2 separate regions of the Macaca mulatta genome follow, and region 1 is linked to region 2. Evidence: chromatin contacts called from public Hi-C data. All regions are on one chromosome and are shown on one strand. Each heading gives the region's core, a stretch centred on a gene start, on an enhancer-like site or on the middle of the called end of the contact. The rest is flanking DNA. Distances are from core to core; before and after follow the strand shown.

Region 1 (3,786 bases), core at 998-3,497, 78 kb before region 2:
CATGGCCCATGCTGTTCGATACCTCCAGGCCTCTGCCGCTATGTTCTCCGCTCAGAACAAAGACCAGTGGGTTTTGGAATGAAATTGCTTTCATTCAGTTCCTATAAGGAAACCCAATAGCTCTCATATCAAAAGTTAATCCTGGATCTCCCACAGCCGGCCATGGAAGAGGCAGCTGGAGCTCTGTCCCAATTCTATTCTCCAAGCTCTGTCTTTCCATGGAGGTTCTTCCAAGGGCTACCTCTGCTGCTCTGGCCCTTTGAATTCAGATGCTGCTCCCCTATTCCTGCTCGGGGGTAATCGTGCACTCCTCATTTGGTGTTTTGTTTTGAGATAGGGTCTCACTCTGTCGCCCAGGTTGAAGTGCAGTGGCACGCTCTTGGCTCACTGCAACCTCCGCCTCCTGGGTTCAAATGATTCTCCTGCCTCAGCCTCCCAAGTAGCTGGGATTACAGGCATGTGTATTTTTTTTAGTGGAGATGGGCTTTCGCCATGTTGGCCAGGCTGGTCTTGAACTCCTGACCTCAAGTGATCCGCCCGCCTGGGCCTCCCATAAGTGCTGGGATTACAGGTGTGAGACACCACACCCGGCCCCGCAGTCAAAGGAGTAGGATTTTCAAGTTTGAATCCTAGTTAGAAAACCTGATTCCAGGCCAGGTGCGATGGCTCACGCGTGTAATCCCAGCACTTTGGGAGGCTGAGGCTTAGGTGGGCGAATCACGAGGTCGGAGTTCAAGACCAGCCTGACCAACGTGATGAAACCCCGTCTCTACTGAAAATACAAAAATTAGCCAGGCATGGTGGCACGCACCTGTAATCCCAGCTACTTAGGAGGCCGAGGCAGGAGAATCGCTTGAACCCAGGAGGCGGAGGTTGCAATGAGCAGACATTGTGCCACTGCACTCCAGCTGGAACAACAGAGCGAAACTCCGTCTCAAAAATGAAAAAGAAAACCCGATTCCACTAAAAGCCTGGGGGTGACAAAGAGGAAATAAATAGTAACTAGCCAATCTGATCTTCAAAGTGTAACTCTTCCATCTTCAGTGTGGGGCCCTTGCAAAGGGCTTCCCTGCCTATTGCGCCACCAGCCCCTTGGACAGGGCCATCTTCCCCCCACCTCCTGGGAACGCCTTCCAGCAGGCTTCCAAGCACAAACCCTGAAGTGCCGTAGATCTTGGAAGACAAGACCTGGGCCTAAAAGAGTCACTTGGGGCCAGGCACAGTGGCTCATGCCTGTAATCCCAGCACATTGGGAGGCTGAGGTGGACGAATCCCAAGGTCAGGAGTTCGAGACCAACCTAGCCAACATGGTGAAACCCCGTCTTTACTAAAAATACAAAAAATTAGCTGGGCATAGTGGTGCACGCCTGTAATCCCAGCTAGTTGGGAGGCTGAGGCAGGAAAATCGCTTGAACTCAGGAGGCAGAGGTTGCAGTGAGCTGAGATTGTGCCATTGTACTCCAGCCTGGGCAACAAGAGTGAGACTCCATCCCAGAAAAACCCACAAAACTTCCCAACCTTTTCTCTTTCCCAATTTCACTCCCTCCTGTCCAAAGGTGTGTGTGTTTGCAGGTGGGGGGGGGGGTGGTGGCGGTGCGGAGGTGTCCCTAGTCCCAACTCATTCATCTTTGGGACTCCACAAAGTGGGGCAGGGGGCAACCTCAGATACCCCTCCAGCAACCATGACCCACTCACTAGCCTCAATCTCTTGAGGAAGGAATCAATTCCCACAAACTCTCTAAATCTTTCTACTCAAAATGTGGTCCATGGACCAGCGGCATCAGCATCACCTGGGAACTCAGAAATGCGAATTATGGGCTCCACCCCAGACTTGCTGAATGAGAACATCTGGGGTGGGGCCCAGGAGTCTGTTTTAGCAAGCCCTCTAGTTGTTTTTTTATGCCCTCTAGAGTCAGAACGACAGCTCTGCACGGTCCCCATTGTGCCCTGCCTGGGAGAGTACACAACACCCTCTTCTGCCATTAGAGCTCCCATAACGCCCTCTTTCCTGACAGCGCACCTGCACCCTCCTGAAACTACAGGTCCCACAATGCCCAGAGGTGCGCGCCGTCACTTTCTGGGATTATATCTCCCAAGGTGTCTTGCGAGTCAGACCGCCATCATGGCGCCCACCCTCCCAGCCACCGTCAGGACTACAACTCCCACAATGATCGGCGGCAGAACTACAGTCCCCAGCTGCTCCCGAGCGGCGCCACGTCGACTCCGCTGGGTGGGGCCGGCCTCGGGCGGGGCCGGCGGGGTCTGCAGGGTACCGGGCTGGTTACAGCAGCTCTACCCCTCACGACGCAGACATGGCAGCCCAGAAGGACCAGCAGAAAGATGTCGAGGCGGAAGGGCTGAGCGCCACGTGAGCGAGCCGGCTCTAGGCCCTCGGACCCGAGGCCCGGGAGTCCGGGACCCTGGCCCCCTCCTCCCTCGAGTGCCCGGAGTCCCAGCCCCGAGACGCACAAGCGCTGGCCCCGGTCTCCTCTAATGGGACCCTGGCGTCTGGGCCCCTACCCCCCTCCCCGCCTGTGATTCAGTAATCTGGGGTCCCGGGAGGGAGTCCAAGCCCCCTTAAACCCCTTCTTTTGCGGGGGTCTGAGGCTCCATCCCGGTCCACCACTGACCCGGCCCCACCCCTCGCAGGACCCTGCTGCCGAAGCTGATTCCCTCCGGTGCAGGCCGGGAGTGGCTGGAGCGGCGCCGCGCGACTATCCGGCCGTGGGGCACCTTCGTGGACCAGCAGCGTTTCTCACGGCCCCGCAACCTGGGCGAGCTGTGCCAGCGCCTCGTACGCAACGTGGAGTACTACCAGAGCAACTATGTGTTCGTGTTCCTGGGCCTCATCCTGTACTGCGTGTGAGTGCATCCCGGGCCCTGCACCCGCACTAGCCCCGACCGGGTGGACCCCTCCTCTCACAGCTCAGGCCCCGCCCTTCAGCGCCCGGGCCCTCCTCTCACCACCCAGGGCCCCCTCCTACCGCCCAGGCCCCTCCCCTCACCGCCCAGGCCCCTCCTCTCACCGCCTAGGCCGGCCCCGCCCCCAAGGATTGGCTCTGCTAGACCTACTTTGTCACCAAAGGGCCAGGTCCCTACCCCACCATCACCCTGGCCAGGATGCAGTGTGACTGAATGTCACCTGGCCCTCCCTGGTCTCCAGAATGTAGCTTGCCTCCCGCCGGTGGAGAAGGCCAGGGCTCCCTGGCTGACCAGCCCCAGCTGCCTAACCGCTGCCTCCCTGCACTCCTCCTCCAGGGTGACGTCCCCTATGTTGCTGGTGGCTCTGGCTGTCTTTTTCGGCGCCTGTTACATTCTCTATCTGCGCACCTTGCAGTCCAAGCTTGTGCTTTTTGGTGAGAAACCCCCTGCCCAGATGAATCCTTGGTCCCTCGAATCTTGGTCTTTTGGAATGCAAACCTCAGACCCCAAATCCAAGTCCTTCAAAACCCAAGTCCGCCGAAGCCTAGATGAACACTAGATCTCCCAAACCTGATCCTTTAAAAATCTCAGACACAACCGATGCTCCCATCGAGTCTCAGCCCCCTCAAATTGCTATTCCTCAAACCTAGGCTCCACCTGGCTGCTGTGCCTTAAACCTACTCCTCTTCAAACCACATGACTCCTCCCCTCTCTCCTCCCCTTGCCGCTTTCTGCGGCAAGCATCAGCTGCAGGTGCCCACACTGGACACCAGGTGGCGAACTTACACTGGCCTAGATCTGTTCCCGTTTCTTTTCCTGCTTTCTGGGATGTGACCAGAAAGAACTTGGAACTTGGGGAAGCTG
Region 2 (3,617 bases), core at 873-3,372:
CTCCACAGAGGCCTGGGGGCTGGAGATGATGGAGGCGAAGAGTGTTGCTTGTTTAGGACGAGGGGTTGGGGGGCGTCCCACAAAGGCTGGAGAATTATAGGTGAAGCTGTCAGAGAATAGATGGATCTCTACAGGCAACTGACAAGGCCTGGGGGTGGGGGGTGGCGGGTCAAACAGAGGGAGCACTACGTGCATTGGGCGCTGGGGGGTTAGGACTGGTTTAGAAGGTCCCAGGGTTGGGGGGCTACATGGTTGCTTGAGTTCTATGGAAGGCTCAGGGTCTATAAGGTATTGAGCAGGTGACTCGGGGTCTCCAAGAACTTCTGGGAGCCTTAAAGAACCTAAAAGGAGTCATTGGAATGTGTAACTCCCCAGATTCTATTTGACACACAGTGGGTCTAAAGGATCCAGGGATCATACTGGATCATGATTCTACAGGGACAGCTGCCAGTCTGTGGAACCTCCGGAGACTTAAAAGGGGCTCAGAATTCCATAGGGGTGCGTGGTGGGTGCCGAGACCCATGGTCTGTAGAGCCCCGGATTCCAGGGGATGCTCCTTATCTATGAGGACCCCACGTCTATGAGAAACCAGTTATCCATGGGGCGCTGGCAGGAACCTGGAGGGTCTGAAAGACTTTGTAATCTATACGGAATGTGGCTGGTCTACACGAGCCCCAAATCTTACATGGACGTGGCCGGTCTTACGCGGGCCCTAAATCCTACGGGGGACGTGGCAGTGTGCACGGCTAGGGATGCCGGGGAGGACGTGCAGAGTCAGGGTCTGACGCCCGCTGGGGACCGCGTCCCTCACCTGCTCCAGGTGGAAAGAAAAGCCACCACCGCCACCGGAATCGAAGCCTCCGCGCGCCGGCTCCGCACTCTCCCCACCCCTGCCGCCGCGTCGCTCTAGCCGCCCTGAGTCCACCTTTGCGCCCAGCTCCACTCCTCCTGCCAGCCGCTCTAGCCCGGCTCCTGCCAGGCTCCGGCCCCGACGACTCTACTCCTCCCGCCGGCCGCTCTAGCGCTGCATTGCGCCACGCAGGCCAGATAGGGCCGCTCTGGCCTGTCTTGGAGGGCCGGCGTTTCCGTATCTCGACTGCCCCCGTCACTCCCCGGGCCCCGCCCCGCGCCCGGAGGTGCAGATGGGTGCAACTCCTCCCGAGTTCGATCCGAGATCTCCGAGTCACCCCGGCGCTGAGCACTCGGACCGCGGATTGGGGCTCCCCGTCCTATTAGTCTCCCCACTTAGGGAAATTTAGCGCTGAATTTCCAACGCTCGTACATCAATCCCCTCCGTCCCCCACCCCACCCCCCTTCCTTTGGAACTGGAAAAGCAAAAGTCTGGAGTTCCAGCACATCTTTCCCTTTGACATGCAGTGTAATCTGCAAAAAGTAATGACTACTCTGCAGGCCTCAGTCTTCCCATCTGTACAATGGGAGAAGGCCTCCAGCTCTCTCCCTACACTTGTCTCCCACGGTATAATTAATGACCTAGAAAAGAGCTTTCCTAAAACTCTTTCAAATGCACTCTGCAACTTTCAGCTTCACAGCGGCCCTCGTCGCTGTTATTGTTGTTTTTCTTTTTTAGGTGGCCCTAAAGCATGCGGAGGTTGGAGGATGGCGCTTTGCGGAAAGCACGTGCGAGTTCAAATCCCAACTCCACACTGTCTCATGATGTGCGTTCCCTGGGACGAGTCGGTTTGGCTCCCCGGGCCTCGGTTTCCCCACCCGTACAATGGGAGTGATCGTCTGTCCTCCACTGAGCAGGTGGGAGGCCTTGGCCCCGGCCTCGCACCGTTCGTCCCCACCTACGGGGTACTCGTCAAGTGTGAGTTCTCCCCTCTTTGCTCCCTTTAACAGATGGGAAAACTGAGGCCCGAGGAGGTGCGGCCGCTGGCTCCGCGGGGTCCGAAGGAGGCCCCTCCGCTGGCGGCAGCGCCCCAGCCCCTCCCTCCTCCTCCCCACTTCCCCCAGCAGCCGAGGGGAGGAAGCCGGGCGGGGCCGGGGACCGAGTACCTGGTGTCCGCGCGGAGGTGACCGGCGGGGCGCCCGAGGTCGGGCTCGGCAATCCCGGGCCCTGGGTCCCGGCTCCCGCTTCCTGGCTCTGGCGGGGCAGGAAGTCGGGGCGTTTTTCCGGAGGCCCCCGCCCCGCCGCCCCTCCCCGCTTCCTGCCCGCGCCCCGCGCCCGCCCGGCACCTCCGCTTCCTTCCCCTTCTCGCCGCTTGCCCGCCCCTCCTTTCCCCGCTGCGCCCGGGTCCCCGCGGGCACCGGCCCCGCCCCGGCCGCGCCCGGGCTCTCCCCGGCTTTGTCCATCGGTCCGTCCGCCGGGCGCGGGCTCCGCGGGGCTCGCATCTCCTGGCTGCGGTCACCTCCCCGGAGGTGCTGGGAGGCAAGCCCTGCTCCCCGTGCGCCCCACACCGAGCCACGACCTCCCCGGCTTTCCGCGTCTGTGGTTCTCTTGGTCTTGCGCCCTTCCTTCTGTGGGTATGCTCCCGCCTGCGTCTGCGTCCCCTTCTCTGTCCCTCTGTCTTTCTCTATTGGGGTCTTTCCCTCCTTGGCCTCCACCTCTCCTCTGTCCCTCCATCACTTTCTCCCCGAGAGCTCTTCTCTACCCTCTCCGGGTCTCTCTGTTACCTTTCTGCATCTCCGTCTCAGTCTCTGTCATTTCCCCAGCTGTTGCTGTGCCTGGGCCTCTTCGTGCCCTTTTTCGGTTGCTCCTTCTCCCTTGTGTTGCTTCTTTTCCTTCTCGCTCTGTCTCTGTCCCTCTTTCTCTCCACGTCCCTGTCTCTCTGCCGGATTCCCAGAGTCTCATCCTCTCTTCCTTCACTTGCTCGTCCCCTTCACAATCTCTGGGTCTCAACCTCTCTCCTCTCCCTTTCTCAGGAAATCCGTGTCTCTGTGCCTCTCTGTCGTTGCCCCTGGATCTCCCTGCTCTCCCCAAGTTAGGACTACAGACCCTCCAGAATACCCCTTCTGTAAGTCAACCCATCGGGAAAAGGCTGCAGTCTGAATTCTGTACTAGCCCCACAAGATAGTCCCTGTGTTTCCAAGGCTTAAATACGCATAAAGTGCCTCACGCCTGTAGTCCCAGCACTTTGGGAGACCGAAGCGTGGTGGATCACTTGAGGTCAGGAGTTCGAGACCAGCCTGGTCAACATGGCGAAACCCTGTCACTACTAAAAAATTAGCTGGGCGTGGTGGCACATGCCTGTCATCCCAGCTATTCAGGAGCCTAAGGTACAAGAATCGCTTGAGCTTGAGAGGTGGAGGATGAAGTGGGCTGAGATTGCGCCACTGCACTCCAGCCTGGGCGACAGAGTCAGACTCTGTCTCAAAAAAAGAAAAAAAAAAAAAAAAAAAAGCGGCCAGGCGCAGTGGCTCACGCCTGTAATCTCAGCATTTTGGGAGGCTAAGGCGGGCAGATAACCTGAGGTCAGGAGTTCAAGACCTGCCTGGCCAACATGGTGAAACCCCACCTCTACTAAAAATACAAAAATTAGCTGGGCATGGTGGCAGGTGCCTATAATCCCAGCTACTTGGGAGGCTGAGGTGGAATTGCTTGAACCCAGGAGGTGGAGGTTGCAGTGAGCATATCAACCTGGGTGACAGAGTGAGAC

Evidence for each region. Hi-C and Micro-C count contacts between places; a contact is called where the count stands out from the background.
Region 1: a contact with region 2 is called in a Hi-C map of fetal cortical plate, with 2.5 times the contacts expected there. The contact joins the promoter of RABAC1 here to the promoter of ARHGEF1 in region 2. A contact is called at or near these places in 6 of 14 Hi-C or Micro-C datasets (CD4 T cells, blood, fetal cortex germinal zone and 2 more).

Annotation. Positions count from the first base shown.
Region 1 is chr19:52,999,322-53,003,107 of T2T-MMU8v2.0, reverse strand. It overlaps RABAC1 (Rab acceptor 1), which reads left to right and starts at 2,247. Exons shown (of 5, transcript NM_001260923.1): 1 at 2,247-2,368; 2 at 2,650-2,862; 3 at 3,259-3,356. The coding sequence starts at 2,313.
Region 2 is chr19:52,921,838-52,925,454 of T2T-MMU8v2.0, reverse strand. ARHGEF1 (Rho guanine nucleotide exchange factor 1) reads right to left here and starts at 2,122. Exons shown (of 31, transcript XR_013410703.1): 1 at 812-2,122. LOC144337091 reads left to right here and starts at 1,736. Exons shown (of 3, transcript XM_077979913.1): 1 at 1,736-1,767; 2 at 1,975-3,232; 3 at 3,307-3,617. The coding sequence starts at 1,736. The coding sequence ends at 3,010.